7 separate regions of the Mus musculus genome follow, and regions 1, 3, 4, 5, 6 and 7 are each linked to region 2. Evidence: chromatin contacts called from public HiChIP or PLAC-seq, Micro-C and promoter capture Hi-C data. All regions are on one chromosome and are shown on one strand. Each heading gives the region's core, a stretch centred on a gene start, on an enhancer-like site or on the middle of the called end of the contact. The rest is flanking DNA. Distances are from core to core; before and after follow the strand shown.

Region 1 (2,700 bases), core at 146-2,645, 630 kb before region 2:
GGCTTCTTCTTCTTCTTCTTCTTCTTCTTCTTCTTCTTCTTCTTCTTCTTCTTCTTCTTCTTCTTCTTCTTCCTCCTCCTCCTCCTCCTCCTCCTCCTCCCCTTCTTCTTCTTCTTCTTCTTCTTCTTCTTCTTCTTCTTCTTCTTCTTCTTCTTCTTCTTCTTCTTCTTCTTCTTCTTCTTCTTCTTTTTATGACAGGGTTTCTCTGTATAGCCCTGGCTGTCCTGGAACTTACTCTGTAATCCAGGCTGGCCTCAAACTCAGAAATCCACCTGCCCTTGCCTCCCAAGTGCTGGGATTAAAGACATTTGCAACCACTGCCTGACTTAAGTGTTGTATTTTACAACTCTGCCCATGAAATAAAAACTGGTAATATGGTACGATTGAGATTCTTCAAAAAAATGATCTGAGTTTTTATTTTTCTGTTCTTCCATACTTTAAATAATAAACATGTCACCCTTTGTTCAGTGTGGTGTACTTGTGGAAGTCAGATGACAACTTTCCCAGGAGTTGATTCTGTTTATTCAGTTTGTGGGTTCCAGGGATTAAACTCCTAGTTGTCACTTGATGGCAGATGTAGAGTGGCTATGTAGAGAGACCCTTTCTCAAACAAGACAAACAGGACCCACTTTTGTGTGTGTGTTACAGGGGACTGAACTCAGAGTATTTTATAATCTAAGGCAGGCATTCTACCATTGAGCTCTATTTCCAGCCATCTCCCTATAAAAGGTGTATTTAGGTGGAAATTAAGAAAGACATTTTAATATAGGCTTGAGCACGAGGGTTAAGAGCAAGGGATGTTCAGAGGACAAATGAGACACGTCCAAGAGCAGGGTGTGGGCTTTCCAAAGAATTGCAGGAAGTAAAACATATCCTAGCATAAACTCAAGGGTCACTCAAAAGATGTAGTTTTAGGAAAGAGATGCCAAGTTGGACCTGGTGCTACAAGGTTGCAATCCCAGTTTCTCAGAAGCAAAGGCAGGAAGATGATACATTCACGACTTGCCTGAGCAACTTTGTGAGATCCTGTTTCAACATTAAAATAACTAAAGGGTGGCAAATGCGTTTTGGTGGTGGACTGCAACCCCCTATTACTGAGAGGGGGGAAAAGAAAGAAACAGCCTGGTGGTGGTGGTGACCCATACCTTTAAGAGGCAGGTGATCTCTTAAGTTTGAGGCAGCCCGGTCTACAAAGTGAGTTCAAGGACAGCCAGGACTACACAAAGAAACGAAAAACCAACCAACAAACAAACAAACAACCCCCCCCCCCCAAAAAAAAAATCTCACATGCCTCTTGGGGTTGGAGTGAAGTGGTCCGGAGCACAGGGATTGGTGGCGAGACCGCAAGGAGGCGGAACTGAGGGCGAGCGGGGCCTGGGACCTGCGGACTGTCACTAGCGAGGCACCCGCCGACCCGGAAGGAGCTGAGAAGAGCTGGGGCCCTGGCAGCCATAGCGCTTTGCACAGCCGGCTTGGAGCGTGTAGGACGGGCACGGAGCAGGGTTGCGTTCTCTGAAGTCGCAGGTGAGTGGCAGTGCCCTCGTCGGGCAAGAGAGCGGGCGACAGCTGTGGCCCTTCGGAAGGCCACTCTTTATGCTGCCCACTCACCCAGAGCTCTTGTCTCGGGTCCTTCGCGAACAGGGAGCCTGTTGTTTTGGGTTTTGTTTTTGTTTTGTTTTTTTCACGCAGGGTGAGGGACAACACCGATCCCTACCTGCGGAAACCGCTCTAGTGGCTCTAGGGGTAAAACAGTGGTTGCCACAGGGCAAGTATTTCAGGAAAGAGTGAGAGTACCGCACGCGAGACTCTTTTCCTTCCCCTGGCCCTCAGTTTCCCCATTTGGTAGGATGAGCGAATTAGGGGTCATAGACAGCTGGAGAGGCTAGGACGGCTCTGTGTTGTCCCAGTAAGTGTGGCGGTCACTGGGCCTCCTCATTCTCCGTACTTACCGTATAGCTCAAGCCGGGTTGAATGAAGGGGAAAGATACTAATGGGGGGAAAAGTCAAGATTTTACGATAAGATAAAATTTATTTTGAAAGGTTCAAGTGTAGTCTTGTTAACTGAAGGAAAAAAATTTATTAGGAGTTTAACGTATTGGGATGAAGTAAATTGAACTTACTGTCACGTATTTGAACATTCTTAAATCAAGCTCTGTGTGGGTGTCATCTTACCTTGAATGTCTGTGTCCTTTGTTTAAATATTGGTCAGAGTAGTTACAGTGAAAAAGAAGGTGCCACCTGTACAGCACCGCAGTCTGCTAAGGAAGACACCCCTGTCAATTATTTTACAGGTGACCAATAAGGGTGATTTTACAGTTTGCCAATGATGAGTGTCATCAGTCAAACAGGGCAATGCATGCCTACCATTGCACCTTTTGGTACATTTGGGTTTGTGACCACAATATTTTGACCTTTAAAAAATTTTTGTTTGAACATAGGCAGGCACTCTGACCCTACAATTCCACCTACTCAAGAGGGCAGGGGCATCATTTGAGCCAAGTCTGCCTTCGAAGATCTTATCTCAAGAAAACAAAATTGGTCTCAGAGTTAAGCTGCTCCCAGGCATTTCTGAGTTTACAGAAAAGGAAAGTGTCCTTGTTGTCAGGATGTTAGAGAAGCGATTCTGTAGTTGTGAAGTTTTGCAGTTTGAATACGGTGAACTCTAGATTTCCTCTGCCTTGTGCTATTGGAGTAGAAATG
Region 2 (2,700 bases), core at 191-2,690:
ACACAGAAGTGGATGCTCACAGTCAGCTATTGGATGGAACACAGGGCCCCCAAAGGAAGAGCTAGAGAAAGTACCCAAGGAGCTAAAGGGGTCTGCAACCCTATAGGTAGAACAACAATATGAACTAACCAGTACCCCCGGAGCTTGTGTCTCTAGCTGCATATGTAGCATAAGATGGCCTAGTCGGCTCGGCCATCATTGGGAAGAGAGGCCCCTTGGTCTTGCAAACTTTATATGCCTCAGTACAGGGGAACGCCAGGGCCAAGAAGTGGGAGTGGGTGGGTAGGGGAGTGGGGGGGGATATGGGGGACTTTTGGGATAGCATTTGAAATGTAAATGAAGAAAATACCTAATTAAAAAATAAAATTAAAAAAAAAAGGAATTTTGAGGCCAGCCTGGGCCACTTGAGATCTTGTTTCAAAACCAAAACCAAAAGGGTGCTGGAGAAATTATTCAACAGTTTAGAGCAATTGTGCTTGTAGAGGACCAGGGTGTGGTTCCCAGGAGCCACATGGGGTGGCTCATAATCACAGCAACCTCCAGCTCCAGGGGAGTAGACGCCCTCTTCTGGCACTGGAGGGCATTTGAACTTACACACAATTTTACTCTTTCTTTATTGTTTCTTTAATGCTTATTTTATCATTATTATTTTTTGAGACAGGGTTTCTCTGTGTAGCCCTGGCTGTTCTATAATCGCTTTGTAGACCAGGCTGGACTCGAATTCACTTAGATTTACCTGCTTCTGCGTCCTGAGTGCTGAAACTAAAGATATGCACTATCACACCTGGCTAGTTTTAATTCAGAAATGATTGCTTGCATATATGTTTGTGTACCCCATATGCCTAATGCCTGTGGAGATCAAAAGAGGTCTTATAGTCAGATCCCCTGGAACTGGAGTTAGAGGTGGCTGTGAGCTGTTTAATCTGAGTGCTGGGAACCAAACCCAGTCCTTTGCAAGAGTAGCAAATGCTCTCAACAGCTGAACATTCTCTCCAGCTCCATATATATATATATAATCTTTCTTAAGTGTATTAAACTTGTGTGTAGTTGTTTTACTTATGAGTTTCTGCATCAGTTATACGTCTAGTGTTTGAGGATGCCTAAAGAGGGCACCGTATACCCTGGGACAGATGGGTGTGAGTCCTCACATACAGGGGTGCTTGGAATCGAACCCAGGAGCTCTGGGGGAATCAGCCAGTGCTCTTAAGCGATGACCCCTGAAATACATCTCAAAGATGACAACGATAAACCACAGAGCAAAACAAAAAACCACCAGTTGAAAATAAATCCGTCCCATTCGCCTTTTTTTTTTTTTTTTTTTTTAAGCACCCTTTTCTACACTCCCACGCTAACCTTTCGGGTTCAGAGATGCAACGTCATCACGCCGGGACGTAGCTGCTTCGGGAGTGCGCTTCGGACGCGTATCTGACGTCACCTCGCAGAACCTAGCAACAGCGCAGGCTCGGGGGCCGAGTCCGTTATGGCCGCCTCCGCCCTGGGCAGAATGTGCGGGGCTGCACGAGAGAAGCTGTCTCCCGGGCCGGGCGCCCGGGGCCTCGGGGCTCTGGCGCGATCTCTGGTGCTGGCGTTGCTGCTCGTGCCCGTCCTGTGCTCTGGTAATGAACGCAGGGAGACGGCGAGGGACCGGGTCGGGCCCGACGGGGACGGAGCGCCGCCGACTCACGGTGGTTCCCACCGGCCGAGTTCCCGCGCCCAGGGCTGGGCCCGAGTTGGGAAGCGCTCCCAGTGCGGTCTCCCCAGGCCTGAGAAGTGGGGTTGTGAGATTCAGAGACCCGAGTAGGTGGGCGGGGACGGGAAGTCCCCGTGTCGTGGACGGAGTCTCTGAGAATACACTCCCTGGAGGAAGGGCGCTCGGTGTGGAGGGGGGAGGTCCCCAAAATGGGGAGTACAGAGATCTCGCAGACTGGATAGGAAACAGGCCGAAGAGATAGTCGGAGTTGGGGAGAGTGATGTTAAGAGAGATGCTTGAGGTTAGAGGGACAAGCAAGGCTAGGCAAGTTTTTGTTTTGTTTTCCCCTTCGAAATGGTGAGGTCAGAGATAAAGATAGGGACAGCGACCCAGTGTTGGGACTGAATTGATTGACTGTTCCAGAGTGGAAGAGGGGAGGAGCTGTTTGTGGATTCCATCTCTGAGGTCTGAGAAGTTCTGGGGCTTTTGGTGTAGAGGCAGAGTCCGGGGACGCTGACCGGCTGAGGGCCTTGGAGGAGGAGTAGAGTTTAGAAACAAAGGGAGAGAGCGTGTCTGCGGCAGATGCCCTTCCTTGAGCTGAGGTTTTACCGAACGCCCTCTCGCCTCATTTGAGAAAAACTTTCTTTTCTTGCAGATGCTATAGCATAAATCAGGATATTAAAGCCGTTCTTGAAAGTGAAATCTGTAAACCGAGGCAGAGATTTAGCAGGAGAAACTGAGCATTGTTGAGTAGTCATATTTTTCTTTCTGTCCAGCGTGCAATCATTTTCTCCCCAAGTCTTTATTGATTTTTTTTTTCAGATGAAAACTTAATGTGAACTGGGGCTGACTTCCTTCTTTGCCCAGGGAGACTCTCCAGCCAATCACCCGTCCCTTTATTACAGTGCTGGGTTGCATACATAGTTTCCTTCCTCAGCAGCACTGAAAGCAGGCAGCTGACTGCCCTAACTGGAGGGTTTTGGAGTCTGTGGGAGGAAAGACTAGGTTTT
Region 3 (2,700 bases), core at 97-2,596, 710 kb before region 2:
AAAAACCAAAAACCAAAAAACCCAGGATAAGGGACTATCGTTTAAGAGACACGTCATAAAATAAAAACTATAGCTTTAGGAATTTAATCAAGGCTTTCAGTGGAGGTCTTGGTGGTTAAGATCATTGGTTGCTCTTTCAGAGGACCTAAGTTTCCACTAAAAATTTCCGAAGAATTAAAGAATCTCACCTATTCTTGAAAACAAGTAAATAATGGCTGCTGGTTCAGGGGACTCGTTTTTCCTCATTGGTGTATCCACCATTAAATTGTGTATGCTCCATAAATAAACCCCTACCCATAAATACCCAAGTTAAACTCAGTGGGTACACACGCATGCTCAGTCCAGAACTCAGTAGGCAGAGGCTAGAGGATCTGTGAGTTCAAAGCTAGCTTGTTCTGCAAAGCAAGTTCCAGGACAGTCAGGGCTACAGAAAGAGACTCTGTCACAAGAAGAAAGAAGACAGGAGGAGGAGGAGGAGATGATCAACTTCACAAAGTTGTCCTCTCTTACACATGTACCATATAGCAAGCAGGCACTCCCATGATGTGTCACATACATCCACAATAATAATAATTTTAAAAAATGTATAGATATGAAAATAGAAGGGAAAGGGGGTTCAGTGGGTGTGGGATGAGAGGGTGACAAGGGCTGAAAACCACATTAAAACACATGGATGAACCTGCCAAAGGATAACTAAAGATACTAGGATGGACTGTCATCCTTGCTTTGGGGCTATTAAAGATGGCGATACATCTATTTACCCACAGATTCATTTACAACACGATGACAGAGTCCATTAAATAAACCCGTACATTTTGCTATTTTATTTTGTTATTAACCTTTTTTAAAAAATAAAATAAAAGGTCTTATGAAGCCCAGACTGGCCTACAAGTATCAGAAAATGGCTTGAATTCCTTACCCTAGCTCCCCCTTTCCAGTGCTGCGATTATCTTACACTGCCCCTCTTTAACTGTTTATTTCTGGTGCTGGGGACCAAATCCCAAACCTCCAGGTGCTAGGCAAGGGCTCTGCCCCTGAGCCACAAATCCCAAGGAAAACTCAAAGTACGCACCCACGAAAGTGACTGAACTGTATGTGCCCAGCCTCCCTGGACGGCCCCCACTTTCCCAGTCTCTAGCTCCCGACTTTTTGCTTTGGGCAGGGTCTTGCTGTCCTACAGCACTTGAGGCAATCCCTCCGGGCTCCTGAGCGCTGGGATCACAGGCGAGTGCGGGATTTTGACAACTATAAATACCTCACCTAAGCCGACTTCCCTCTAGTTCAGGGGCAGACAAGCTCAAAGAGGAAAGCAGGTCAGCCGGCCATCACACACACTCAACGTCCACCCCGCGGGGTAGCTCCGCCCACCGACTAGCCGAGACTGCTCACTGCGCATGCGTACATGTTCCCGCCTCTCCGGGAAGGACTGAGCGGCCTGCGCCGGCTGCCGACCTGACGCAAGTGACGGAAGACTGAGCATGCTCAGTAACGCGCTAAGCCCGTCCCCAGCCCCGGTCCGGCCGCCATCTTGGATCAGGGCAGCTCAGTCGACCGGGCATGCGCACATGCGTCTCTGAGCAAGGCTGCGCTAAGGGTTTTGTCCGCCATCTTGGGTCAAGGCCTCATGGGACGTCGGGGTCCCCGCGGGCCTCCTCTGGCTCTTAGAGCAATCCTTGCCTTCACCGCACGCGTACTTGCTTATGTTGTCACTGACGTTCGCCTGGAGGTGTAGAGACCGGAAGCCTGGCGGGAGATGTGGACCAGACTGCCAAGTGAGGCGGAGCTTTTAACTACAAGAATGCCAGAAAGCAAAATGGAGGTTGCAGCACCGGGCGCTTGTGTCCAGACGGTGCTGGCCGTATGCGTGGGCGGAAATGCGTAATGGGAGGGTGGTTTAGGGCGCAAATCACTGGTGTTAGGTGCTGTTAATCATCAAGGACTCTGCTCTTTCAAGTGTATGTCTGCATTGTTCACAGGTTTTCCTTATGTGTTTATTATAGTGAGACTTATCTAGCGTTGGCGTCCTGAATTCCTTCTTCCCTTAAACAGACATTTCGAAGCTACTTTGGCTAAAAATCATTGACTTCTCTCTGGGGCCACAGAGTGACTAAAGATAAAGTTTGGCATTTCTGTTTTCGTTTTGTGTTTGCTAGAAACATAAACAAAGCGAAGTAGCTCTACAAGGCACGTTCTATTTGTAAAAAAGGTGTTTCAGGATCAAAATCATGGTGTCTTTTCCCCAGTGGCTGGGGTCCGACCTTCATGCTTGGCTAGTTCTGAAAGAATAAGCTTAGAGGAATGGAGTTAAAGGTCTGTATTCCAGGCAGCAGGGAATTCAGGAGGGAGAAAGGATGCATGAGGTTTATAAACAAAACTTTACTAGGTGGAGAAGATGTTTGTTTGTTTGTTTGTTTGTTTGAGTGAAGCAGCTTTCTTTTATTGGCGGTAGTGAAGAAAATTTTTGGAATATTGGCCAATGGCAGACTACCTACCTACCTTTGATAGATAAATAACAAAACTGATTTCTTACATCTCCTTTGCTTTGGTCAGGTACCTGCCCACTTCTACATAAGCAGCATGTTTATCCATCCATTTCATCTCCCTTCAAAATTGAAGGCACAAAAAAGTCATTGTCCTAAACCTCTGGTCATCTTGATAGGAATGGGAGTTAGGGAGGAAGGGAATAAAAGTGTCTGCTAC
Region 4 (2,700 bases), core at 21-2,520, 630 kb after region 2:
CACACAGGCACACTGGTTTTTCAGAATAGCACTTTACACACTGATGTCTTCATTCAAACCATGAGTTTCTTGGGCAAAGGTCTCCCCACCAGATGGGGAGCTCACTGCAGGTCTGCAGGGAATGCCTTAAAGAGAGATGGATGTATCAGAACCGTTAGTGCTTATAGACCACAGCCAGCCATTCTCATATGGGTACGCAAGTCTGATAGCCACTCAAGTTGCTGTCCACTTCTAAAAGACTGAGATTCCAAACTTCCCTCTCGTATCTAGGCCCACGTCATGAGCCTGAATTTTTTAAAACAAGTGGCATCTCGGTCCATCTGGCCGCTGAAACACAATACTGACCGAATACTTTAAAGAGATTTATTCTCACAGTCCTGGAGACCAGGAAGTCCATGATGGAGGTGCTGGTCAACCTGGTGTCTGTCTCATGGGGGCTCCCTTGCTAGGATCATTCTCACTTTATCCAGAGAGGGGGGGAGGTCTAAATAAGTCTGCCTCATATCTCTTTTCTTGGCTTGTTGGGATATTTTTGAGTTCCACTGTGTAACCTAAGCTGACTTTGAACTCTGAATGTAGCCCAAGCTAGCCTCAAGCCCACAGTCCTTCTGGCTCCACTTCCTGGATGCTGATATGACAGGTGTGCGCCACCACACCCAACACTGTTTCTTTATACAAAGGCACGAATCTCTTTGTTTAGGCTCTACCTTAGTGGACAGTTGGAGGAGGGACTGGCCAGCACAGAGTAGAAGACTCATTAGGGACAGATCAAAAGCACCTTCCTGGGGCCCTGTGAAATCACCCTTTCTAATTACCCTTCGGGGCAGGATGACCTTGATTGACAGGAGGGTCAGGGTTCCTTTTCCTGTGGGATTTCCATTTCAGCTCAGAGAGAGAGAAGAGATGTCTCCCTTATATCTGTGCTTCTGAGGATAGCTACTGTGGGAAAGCATCGATCTGAGAAGACACTTGGGAGCAAGCACTTCTGGGGTCTGTGCCCAACTCTGCCGACCAAGCAGTGTGTGCCTGCCCTCTGTCTACACTGCTGTTCCTGTGAACCTACATGTGGCCGCCCCTCCTGTGTTGTTCTGTGAGAAACATTTCCTGGGAAGACACAGCACAGGTCTCCTCAGCCTAGAAAGGGAAGCCACTGCTCACTGAAGTGGTGATTGCACCAAGACTTGGTGAACTGAAGAGCTTTTACTGGGGTTAGTCTCTGGTGTGTGGGTGGGAGGTCACAAGAATGGGGAACTGGGGAGCAGCTGTCTGCCGAAGAGCCCGCCTAACGCTGGTGACAGCTCATGAGAGCTGTGACCCGGAGCTCTCTGCACAGCTTGTAGGCAGCTTGATGGGCAGAAGAATCCGCTCCCTGGAGCTCCCCTGGTCAGAGTCTTTCCCCATTGCACAGCAGTTATTTTCTATCTCTGTAAGCTTGAGGAGGAGTCCTAATGAATCCTGCAAGTTTCAGCTTCCCCAGGCACCTCTTTAATCTTGTGAGTCTCCGTCTCCTCCCTTTTGGAAGGAATGTTTCAATGCTGAAGAAACTGCCTAGATGCACACAGAAGTCACCCATTACACAGATTTTTAATCAATGCTCCCACACAGAGAAGAGCATTGTTGTGGGTAGAGCCAGATAATGCTTCACACTGAGAATTCCGCACTGCAGGGAGGTTAGGGCACCTGTGTTCCCATGCTGGACAACACCCACTAGGTGATGGTCAGGGGTTCCCTAGCAGAGAGGATGAAGCACAGCATTTGCTCAGCATGCACCCATTAAGGACCTGCTTACAGACAATGCCCACTTTATTCTGAGCAAAGCCTTTGGCTGCAGTCTTGTTCATTCCTCCCTCTGGCTTGTGACTACCTCTGCTGGTAGAGTCCTTGCGAGAAGGCAGTGCTGCAGGCTGAAACCACATGCATGCCCTTGGCCACAAAGCAGACTGTTGCAGCTCGAATCCCACATTGGTTATTCTTGTCTGCACATAGTAGGTCTCTTACTCCAGAGACAGATTATTGTATGATGATCCCATGTGTGCACCGTCACTCAGGGTTCATTTGATTATTCTCAGGATGTTGCAAGGCAGTCAACACTCTGGAAGATTTTCCCAGTCCCCAAAGCCCAAAGTTGAAGGTGCCAGCTAACCCTTTGGGTAGCTCCATCAGGAAAAATCTGAAGCCCTCCAGAGGTCTAAATAGGTTATCTAGCTTTAAATGACACAAAGGCTGTTCAGACTTTGTCCCAAGCCACATCCTGTAAAAAGGATGCTACTGGAGCACCTGTTTTTGATACAACCAGGCTTCATGGCTCTTTCTCTGAGTGTCACTTAAAATGAGCCTAAAATGAAGCAGAATCTCTGTGACTGCCCTCATTGGTTTTTAACCAAGATACACACACACACACACACACACACACACGCTCGCGCACGCGCGCATACACATCCACATGCCTGGAAGTAGGGGTCCTGCTGGCTCTAGGAAATGTGTCTGGGAGGCCTGGCAGATGGTGACCAGAAGGACTGAGTAATGACACAGTCCTGACTGGGACCATTCAAGAGCATGGCCACCCTAGTGAGCACCAGCTGGCACTGAGCTGAGCCCTCTGCTCTCTCCTGTCATTGCATGTTGAGGAAGATCCTGATTCACAGATGAATCCTTAGGGGTTCAAGGCTAAGATGACATTGCAGCCTAGAAACTTTATCC
Region 5 (2,700 bases), core at 134-2,633, 680 kb after region 2:
CCCAGATCAAAGTCAGGTCTAGGAACTAAAGGCTGCAGTGTCCTCTCTGCACGTGTCCTCCGCCTCCCTCCCCTCCTCCCCCACAGCCACCTGTCCCTGCTGTGGCAGAGACCCAGGCTCCAGGGCTACTGGAAAGCAGGTTGCAAGCTAGTCCTCACTGTTCATCACAGTCAATTAACTTAAAAGTCGCTCACCTAAAAAAAAAAAAGCTTCTCAGTTCCGCATGTTTTTACACTTTTCTGAATGTTCAAGTTGGGATCGTGGGGGAAAAGCAGGTCACTTAAGTGAGAACTATTTTTTTCCCCTCTCTTTAAATTCATTATCAGTGTCTCCTACTTTTTTAGAAAGATACTTGTCCGCTTAATTAATCCTCTGAGGGCAAGCCCAGCAAACATGTGGATTGGGGGTGGGGGGAAGCAGGTTTTAAGCAGCCACATGAGCTTCACGTGGTAACATTCCAGGTCACCAGGGACCCCAAGGTGCTGACAGGGTGGGAATCAGACCCAAGCCTCCCTCTGGAACTTGGGGGCCCTAGGCATACAGAAAAGGAAAAGAAAACTTTGATCTCCTTACGGCCTGGCTCTTGTAACCAAGCGATTCTGAATCAGACGGACTAGGACGTTGCACATGGTTTTCCATCATCTTTGCTACAAAGTGGGAGGGAGGCTGAGTCCGGCTGTGCACATCTTATCCCCTGGAACCAATAATGGCTGCCACCATCCTAGGCTTCCATACCAACCTCCTCAGACTCCTCATCACCAAGGTGGTGAAATAAGACAGCCACAAACGTCCAACCAGCTCTCTCCGGCTGGTTAACCACAAAGGGTGGGCTTGACTGCAATTGTAGGCGGATATTGCTTCATCCTTGACATTTAGCCCTAGGTTTTGAGCAGTGAGGCCAGGCTAGAGGATGGGTTCAGAGCCAGCACACCACCCTCACTCAGGGTCTGTGTTTGATCAGTTATCACTGTAGATAATGGGCTCTTACAGTCAGAGAGACACCTAGTGTTCAACATGAGCCAGCACTGTGTGCTGTATCGCTTTCTCAGCTAAAGAAAGAAACTCAGTGAAGTTCAAGTATCCAACCTGAGGTCACACCACCAGCAAGTCACAGAACTGGGATGGCCCATGCACATGATTCTACAACCTTCTCGTGTATTTAAACATTCTTGGCATTCCCCTCTGCATTCTCCAGGGAGAAGCATGCTGTCCCCCACACTTCAAGGTGATCCCAATAGACTCCTCCTCCAAGAAATCTTTCTCATGCCCCCTCACATGGGCCAAGCCCTACACCCCATTATCTGGGAGCCCAGAGACTGCCCTGGGCTTGCCTCTGCTTCTCTTCCTCCTCCTCTCCTCTCCTTCCTCCTCCTCTGTCCACCTTGAAGTCTCAAAACCACACTGCCTCTTTCTCATCTCAGTGGTTTCCTCCTAAGGACTGTAACTGCATTGTGAGGCTCAACGTTTTCTGCCATTGTCTGGAACTCAGTCCTTCCTTTTTTAAAGATCCCAGCTGGAAGCTCTCAATGGCCTCAGTGCAGAGCAACTGAATAGTAGAAAATTAACTAATTACAGGTTCTTATTGAAAATCTATTATACACAAATTGCAAAAAAAAAAAAAAACCACCTCATTAAAATATGATGCTTTGGTGTGTTTTTTTAAAACTTACTCTTGGAGGGAGGGGCAGGGTTGGGTGAATAGACACTTCTACCATCATTCTCCTGGAGCTGCAGAGCCACTTCATGTTCATGGGTTCACACAGCCCAGCCTGACTTTGTATATCATAGAGAAACTAAAAATTCTGCACAGAGCTCTCTGAATATTAGTAAATACTTTAAAGTGGCTGCAGAGGAGGCAAAAGATTTGGTTACAGAGATATAAATGAGAACAATTGAAATGTCAGCCTTTTACAGGATAGCGCCGTATTGCCATCATGAATCTCACTGTTTCTGCAAAGCTTTTGTCGGAACTTGAATGCGCAATTCAGCACCGAAGGTCATACTTCTGATTTCCAAGCTTGCTCCCCTAAATGGTAGTGTTGGGGAGGCTTGGGATATGCAAGCCAGAGCTATCCAAAGCCTATATCTCAGTGAGGATCCTTGTATGCCCAAGGTTGCCTCCAAGGCTCCAAGCAAAAGCCCAGAGGTAAAACTTATAACACAGAGTGAAACCCCCAGCACCCTACTTGATTGTTTGGTCTGCCCTTGGACCCCTGATTTCTTGTGGGTGTGGCTGGCAGGGAGTGTGAGGCACCTGGTGATGACCAGATGCTCTGAAGTATGAGGAAGCACACCTGAAAGGCAATTATGGTTTGGATGTGGAATGTCCCCCACGGGTGCATGCACCAACACTCTGTCTCCACCTGGTGGCACTGTTTCAGGAAACTGAAGAACTTTTCAGAAGTGGGACCTAGATGGAGGAGGTGGTTTGCTGGGAGTGGGGGTGGTCTTAAGTTTTATGATCCAGCTCAACTTCCTGTCCTGTCTTCCTGACCCACTCAGAGTACACCCTTACATACTGCTGCTGCTGTGCTATCCCTGCCTGGATAAACCACACCATCAAACATAAGCCCAAGTCATTGCTTCTCTTAGGCTGCCCCTTGTCAGGAGTTGAGCCATAGCAGTGAGAAAGTAATGGATACAAAAGTGGGCCTCCCAAGGCTGGACACTTGACACAGCCATGATTCTACAGTCTTGGTC
Region 6 (2,700 bases), core at 135-2,634, 540 kb before region 2:
AGAGTTTTAGTAAGGGCGGAGGGAAGAGGGGGGAGCTGCAGAGTCGTCCCTGAAGCGGGACGCGAACCAGCAGAGTTGGGAGAAGGTAAACAAGGGCCACGCCCCCTGCCGTCGCCCCGCGAGCGCGCACCCGCCGCTCCGGCCGTCGCCGGTACATTTCCACTCTCGCGGTGCCTCTCCCCCACCGGACTCCCGCGCAGCACCGGAGAGCTGCTGTCCACTACCCCAGTATGCACCCTGGCTGCCTGGACTGCGCACCCAGCACTCACCTGGGAACGTTGTCCCCCGCCCCTTAAGAAGAAAAAAAAAAAAAACTAATTTGTGCAATGCCTCTGAACCCAAGAACCGAGCATGCTGCCCCCGCGTGCAGCTCCCTCGTGCACCCAGCCTGGAAAGGGGGCGCAGGGCGGAGGCGGTGGCCCCCGGAAGGTGTCTAGGACTGGACCGGCTGCACGTGAGCCCAGTGCGGGGTCATGTGCATCGGCTCAGCCCGGTTCGGCACCCGGACGTGCTGCGTATCAACAAAATGAAACTCGGGAGACAGAAGGGCAGATAGCTCCAGGTTTCCCGTGCCCCGGTGCCCGCCACTCAGCCTCCCCACCCCGCACCCCGGTAGCGCCGCAGCCCCTCGGGCCGGCCGGAGCCCGCGAGGCAAGTTGCAGCCCCAGCGCCCCCACCCGCCCGCGCCCCCTCGCCGGCCCAGGGGCGCTTTGCCGCAGTCATTAATAAAGAAGGTCGCCAGGCTCACCCTTCCAAAAGTTGTTGCATGCGCCCCTCTCAGCCTCCCCGCACTGTACTCTTTAAAACACGGCTGACCAACATGCGCAATCTCTCTCCCCAGTGCTGTGCGTCCCCCCCCCCCACCCCCCGCGCTGGCTTCCTAGAACAGGCAGCCAGCGAGAGAGGGAGCGAGCGAGCAAGAGAGAGGGAGCGAGGAGCACTGGCAGATCTGTTGAAAAAAAAAAAAAGCCCACAAAATAATGCCGTGGAGATGCGCAGGGCCCATCCGCTGGGGGCTGGCTCTTACCTTGCTCCGCGGTGCCCTCCCGAGGGGCGCTGCCCTCGGCTACGCGCGGCGGCGGGGGCCGGCGCGGGAAGGATGCTCCCGAAGCCAGGAGCTCCTGGGGCCGGCGCGGGAGGGCGGGGGGCGCGCATCCATCCGGGGTCGTGGCGAGGGAGGCGACCGGGCCGCGGCGCCCCCCAAGCCCCGCACCCCTGCTGGGAAGATGGTCAGCCCTCCAGCTCAGAGCTGGTGCCACTAGGAGTGGGCGCAAAGTAACTCCATGGACGCTACTCACCCCCCAAAAAAATAGCCTCCAACTGCGATGGCCGCGGTCGGCACCATTCACCAACCCCCTGTGTATGTTTCTGTTTCTTTTTAAACCAAGACTTCCTTGTGATCTCTTTAGAGGGGGAAAAAATGTGTTGGGGTGGGGGTGGGGTGGGGTGGGGGCGGGCAAGAAGAGAGGGAGGGGGAGTAGCCACTTTTTTCTAATTCACTCGGATCTCCGCTCCCGGCACCCCCCTGTCGTGTTCCCCCCCCCCTTCCCAGTTGTTTGGCTCCGGCGACAGTCCCAGGTAGCGTTGCGGCCCCCCCGGGGGGGTGCCCTACACGGTCACCCGCCCGCCTGCACGCGGGCCCGGACTCCTCGTGGACTCCGGGGCGCCCCCAACCCGCCCTGTCCCCAGGGCCGGGCCCGAGCGCCGGCTGAGCCCGTGCAAGTCCCATCAGGTCGGCTCACACTTCACACACTCACACACATACCCCGCCCCTCCACTCGCTCACTCACACTTTCTGCTCACACCCCGCCCCCTTCGCGCCCCAGACCCAGGCGGAGCCCCCCACAACCTTTAAAAAAAAAAAAAAGCAAGCTTATACTTAAAAAAATCTTTTGGCGCCATATTAATGACGTACTTAAAATTTGCCATTTCTCCCTGCGTCAAAAAGACGTTTCTTTGCAAATAACAGCTTGGAGGCGACACTCGCGGAGGAAACGAGGCTTGCACGGAGTACCCAGCTCGCCCGCCCCACCCCCAGGGACTCTGGTGCTGGAAGACCCTCGCCCTCCGCCCGGTTTCGGAATCACTGGTTTTAAAATCGAAATCGAATAAATCGCGTGGCGTTTTTTGCAGCGCCAGAAGTGAGCAGAAAGTGCTGGCAGGAGTGCAGGGGAGGGGCGCGCAAGGGGCTGGGGGAGGGGGCGCGGTCCTCCTCCCCCACCCACACCAAATGCAAACTAGCATCCTAGGCAGGGAAAGTTGAAATTGTGGGCGACCTCCGGAAGAGAGGGGCTGTCCTTAAGGGGAGGGGGTCCCTTCTTGGGCTTGTTGCCCCCTCCCCCTCGCGGGTGCCTCCTGGCGCCTGGTGCTGCCCTGCATTTCCGGAGGGGGGGTGAGGCGCACTGTGATGGGTGGGTGGCTAGCAGGGTGGCAACATGTCCTAGCCTCAGGAGGAGTTTGCCCCGGGGTACCCCCTTCCTTCTGCCTCGTGCATCTTATAGCCGCAAAGGGTTAAAAACCGAGGGGCAACTTCCCAGGGCTGGTACTTGGCAGAGAAGCGGGGCGCCCCTCTCCCCACCCTCTCGTTCTCGCCCCTCCTCCTCCGACTCCACTTCCCGACTTGACCTTGTGGTGCACAAACAGTGCTCTCCAATCCTCGCAGTTTCTGGAAGAAGAGCCTGCGCTCGCCAGGCGGGCGGG
Region 7 (2,700 bases), core at 185-2,684, 600 kb after region 2:
CAATCTCCTCTGGTGGATAATCTCACTCAGCCCTCTCAGCATCTCCTAAGGACCAGAGAGATGCTGTTTATAGTTTTAAATAAGAGAGACAGGCGCTTGTCTTGGGTCACATGGCTACTACCAAGCACCTAGGAGCATAGGCCTGGTAAATAAAGGTTCAAGTGTGTGGTTGCTTGAGGGTAGCTGAGGGAACTCTTAAGTCCCGAGACAAGTTTTGGCACGGCTCAGTGATATTGTACATCCATGGTGCCTGGGCCTCTGGCTCTGCCCCAGCCCCAGCCCCAGCCCCATCCATAGTACCTCTCCAAAGAGCAATTTCTCTAAAGCCAAGCTTAGTGATTGGAGCCCCACGGCCCTCCTCCTTTTCTGGAGTCTCATTGTGAGGTTGAGACTAGCACTCAGTTTGGGAAGGATGAGAGCCCTGGCCCGGCTCCCCGTGAATAAGACAAGGCCTCATAGTGTCACCCTGGTGCCCTGTTTAATAGGCCGACATAAGCCAAAGCCCTGACCTAAGTGAGAGGTCTCTGTTCAGCTCAACGCTTACCATTCCTCAACAGCCTGGACTATGAGGTTACGTGCGAACTTAAACATTTACTCCAGTGATGATACAAGTAATTCATCCCAGTGAGAAAGGTAACCTAGAGGTCCCGATGTCCTCAGCCTGTGTAGGTCATGCACTGGCAGTAAGCCTTGCCCAGCTACCTCGTTTCTGCCCACAGGACCAGTCTCTTCCTGGTGAATAAGATGTGACCACAGCTGAGGAGATGGCTCAGTAGGGAAAATGCTTGCCATGCAAGCCTGGGGACCTGAGTTCATCCATGTGCAAAGCCAGGTGCACTGGCACATATGTGAACCAGGAGGATCCGGGACTGACGGACTGAACCAGGATAGTCTAATTATCAATACCCCCCCAGCCCCAGTGAAAGAGACCCTGTCTTAAAGGGGCTGGGGGTGGGGACTGGGGCTGGAGAGATGGTGCAGCAGTTAAAAGCAGTCACCGCTCTTAGGAAGAGCCTGGGTTTGGTTCCCAACACCCACATCGGTAGTTCAGACTTGCTTGTAACTTGAATTCCAGGGAATCCAATGCCCTCTAGCCTTTACTGGCATCTGCATGTACATGGTGTGTATAACTTATGCAAGTGTTCATGCACTCGCATAAATAAAAATATTTAAGAACTTCTTTTAAAACAAAATATTAAAAGGAATGACACCTATAATCCCTGAGATTGACCTCTGGCTTCCACTTATGAATTTGCATACTCGTGCATACACGTGCATGTGCACATATGTACACACACACACACACACACACACACACACACACAACCAATGCATAAATGATCGAGCATTCACCCAGCCACCCATAGGGATCATGTACTCTCATGGACTTCTCTGCCAGCAGAAGCTGGAGGCCGCTGTTGTGCCAGGCTAGGGTTTGTAGCAGATGGCAGACAAGATTCTGGAGGTTCTGGGTGCTGTGTGTGCTCCTCTATCTTCTGTATCCAACTCACTCACTCCTTTGGGCTCAGCAGTGAGTGGTTTCCTCAGAGCATCTCTGTGACCCACAGGGTGTATGTGAATTTTAGGATCTCATCCTGGGGTCTTTTGTATAAGCACTGATGGCGGTCAGGAGGCAGGTGGTTCTCTCTGAGCGATGGAACAGCCACTTCCAAGACAAGTGGAGGGAAAGGCGGGGCCACCATCTGTACCAAGCAGGAGAAGAATTCTAGACACAGAGACACAACACTGAGGAAAACACATCAGCCAGGAGTCCACATCCCGGGTGGAAACATGAGTGGCTCTCCCCTCATCCTAGACTGTTTCCTCTTGCATTAATAGAATACCGTAGGCTGGGTAGATTATAAACAAAAGAAATCTGTGTGGTCTTGTTTCAGGAAGCTGAAAGAAATCCAAGAGCATGGTCTCTGCACTGCTTCATGATAGGACAGACAGGAAGGCAGGAGAGGGCAGAGGACATGCTGAGATGAGTTGACCAGGAACCTACCTGGGTGACCACCTCACTACTATGGTGGCACTCATGCAATTGTGACTGTCATGGTTGATCTTCTCTGTCACCTTGACTGGGTTTAGAATCCCTTCTGTAAGGATGTTTCCAGAAAGGTTTAGGTAAGGAGGAAAGACCTACACTGAATATGACACTGTCCTAGGGGCTGGGGCCTCAGACTAGATGAGAGTGAGCTGAGGACCAGCATCTGTCAGTCTGCTTCCTGAGTGTGGATGCAGTGTGACCAGCTGCCTCACATTCCTGCTGCTGTGATGGACTGTGCCATCAAACTGTGGGCCAAAGAAAAGCTTTCCTTCTGTGAGCTGCTTTGTCAGATAGTTGCTACAGCAGTATGAAGCCAGTCAGTGCCCTAGCCACCTCTGAAAGACTCTTCAGCTCTGTCACAATCATAGCGCATGCCAGCATGACTCTTGAAGGCAACGTTCAACTGTAGCTTTTCCATGTGTCACCCTGGACGCCATCTCTGAGATGGGAACACTCATCTTGCTGAGGACCAAGGAGCCAGAGTTTGGAAGCAAAATAACCCACTGAGTTCTCAAGTGTACTGTGCTACGAGGAAGCCACACTCACTGTTACAGGTGCAATCCTGGAACTCACCCACCTTGAACAGCCTCTGGTGGGGCTCAGGCTAGTACTGAGTCACACCTCATACAGGCAAGCTCAGAGCTTCTGGC

Evidence for each region. Promoter capture Hi-C pulls out the DNA fragments that hold promoters and counts their contacts. Hi-C and Micro-C count contacts between places; a contact is called where the count stands out from the background. HiChIP or PLAC-seq counts read pairs in DNA pulled down with a chosen protein or histone mark. Capture Hi-C pulls out chosen DNA fragments and counts their contacts.
Region 1: a promoter capture Hi-C map of liver shows a contact between it and region 2, with 2.6 times the contacts expected there. The contact joins the promoter of Sar1b here to the promoter of 9530068E07Rik in region 2. A contact is called at or near these places in 5 of 39 promoter capture datasets (liver, neutrophils, pre-B cells and 1 more), 2 of 115 datasets of contacts at active chromatin or transcription factors (large pre-B cells and memory CD8 T cells) and 2 of 9 other capture datasets (liver and macrophages).
Region 3: a contact with region 2 is called in an H3K27ac HiChIP or PLAC-seq map of regulatory T cells, with 7 times the contacts expected there. The contact joins the promoter of 0610009B22Rik here to the promoter of 9530068E07Rik in region 2. A contact is called at or near these places in 9 of 39 promoter capture datasets (the C10 cell line, cranial neural crest, fetal liver and 5 more), 1 of 484 Hi-C or Micro-C datasets (CD4 T cells) and 4 of 115 datasets of contacts at active chromatin or transcription factors (bone marrow-derived macrophages, large pre-B cells, memory CD8 T cells and 1 more).
Region 4: an H3K27ac HiChIP or PLAC-seq map of DN3 thymocytes shows a contact between it and region 2, with 15 times the contacts expected there. The contact joins the enhancer-like site here to the promoter of 9530068E07Rik in region 2. A contact is called at or near these places in 10 of 39 promoter capture datasets (the 3T3-L1 cell line, 3T3-L1-derived adipocytes, HPC-7-derived erythroid cells and 7 more), 5 of 115 datasets of contacts at active chromatin or transcription factors (DN3 thymocytes, embryonic stem cells, kidney and 1 more) and 1 of 9 other capture datasets (adipose tissue).
Region 5: a contact with region 2 is called in a promoter capture Hi-C map of hematopoietic stem and progenitor cells, with 3 times the contacts expected there. The contact joins the enhancer-like site here to the promoter of 9530068E07Rik in region 2. A contact is called at or near these places in 5 of 39 promoter capture datasets (frontonasal cranial neural crest, hematopoietic stem and progenitor cells, hippocampal neurons and 2 more) and 3 of 115 datasets of contacts at active chromatin or transcription factors (DN3 thymocytes, cardiomyocytes and stem cell-derived neural progenitor cells).
Region 6: a Micro-C map of embryonic stem cells shows a contact between it and region 2, with 2.6 times the contacts expected there. The contact joins the promoter of Jade2 here to the promoter of 9530068E07Rik in region 2. A contact is called at or near these places in 7 of 39 promoter capture datasets (the HPC-7 cell line, the SN4741 cell line, hippocampal neurons and 3 more), 1 of 484 Hi-C or Micro-C datasets (embryonic stem cells) and 1 of 115 datasets of contacts at active chromatin or transcription factors (pancreatic cancer cells).
Region 7: a promoter capture Hi-C map of hippocampal neurons shows a contact between it and region 2, with 4 times the contacts expected there. The contact joins the enhancer-like site here to the promoter of 9530068E07Rik in region 2. A contact is called at or near these places in 2 of 39 promoter capture datasets (the HPC-7 cell line and hippocampal neurons), 2 of 115 datasets of contacts at active chromatin or transcription factors (cardiomyocytes and stem cell-derived neural progenitor cells) and 1 of 9 other capture datasets (embryonic stem cells).

What each region holds. Positions count from the first base shown.
Region 1 is chr11:51,762,268-51,764,967 of GRCm38.p6, forward strand. Sar1b (secretion associated Ras related GTPase 1B) reads left to right here and starts at 1,396. Exons shown (of 7, transcript NM_025535.2): 1 at 1,396-1,524.
Region 2 is chr11:52,394,988-52,397,687 of GRCm38.p6, forward strand. It overlaps 9530068E07Rik (RIKEN cDNA 9530068E07 gene), which reads left to right and starts at 1,441. Exons shown (of 3, transcript NM_153117.2): 1 at 1,441-1,616. The coding sequence starts at 1,481.
Region 3 is chr11:51,687,288-51,689,987 of GRCm38.p6, forward strand. 0610009B22Rik (RIKEN cDNA 0610009B22 gene) reads right to left here and starts at 1,347. Exons shown (of 2, transcript NM_025319.2): 1 at 1,261-1,347.
Region 4 is chr11:53,023,376-53,026,075 of GRCm38.p6, forward strand. All of the region lies in intron 4 of Fstl4 (follistatin-like 4), which reads left to right. Among named protein-coding and RNA genes, the nearest start is that of Gm11186, 95 kb to the right of the region's middle. Within about 2 kb of position 1,271, at least 12 of the 459 cell types and tissues checked have an H3K27ac peak or open chromatin away from gene starts, as enhancers often do. A contact at or near this core is called in DN3 thymocytes, where this site is marked.
Region 5 is chr11:53,077,753-53,080,452 of GRCm38.p6, forward strand. All of the region lies in intron 6 of Fstl4 (follistatin-like 4), which reads left to right. Among named protein-coding and RNA genes, the nearest start is that of Gm11186, 41 kb to the right of the region's middle. Within about 2 kb of position 1,384, at least 23 of the 459 cell types and tissues checked have an H3K27ac peak or open chromatin away from gene starts, as enhancers often do. A contact at or near this core is called in hematopoietic stem and progenitor cells, where this site is marked.
Region 6 is chr11:51,856,284-51,858,983 of GRCm38.p6, forward strand. It overlaps Jade2 (jade family PHD finger 2), which reads right to left and starts at 1,385. Exons shown (of 13, transcript NM_001357588.2): 1 at 1,028-1,385. The coding sequence starts at 1,155. Gm30110 (a long non-coding RNA gene) reads left to right here. Exons shown (of 2, transcript XR_388628.2): 2 at 1-314.
Region 7 is chr11:52,993,462-52,996,161 of GRCm38.p6, forward strand. The region is part of intron 3 of Fstl4 (follistatin-like 4); the gene reads left to right. Among named protein-coding and RNA genes, the nearest start is that of Gm11186, 130 kb to the right of the region's middle. Within about 2 kb of position 1,435, at least 1 of the 459 cell types and tissues checked has an H3K27ac peak or open chromatin away from gene starts, as enhancers often do. A contact at or near this core is called in hippocampal neurons, where this site is marked.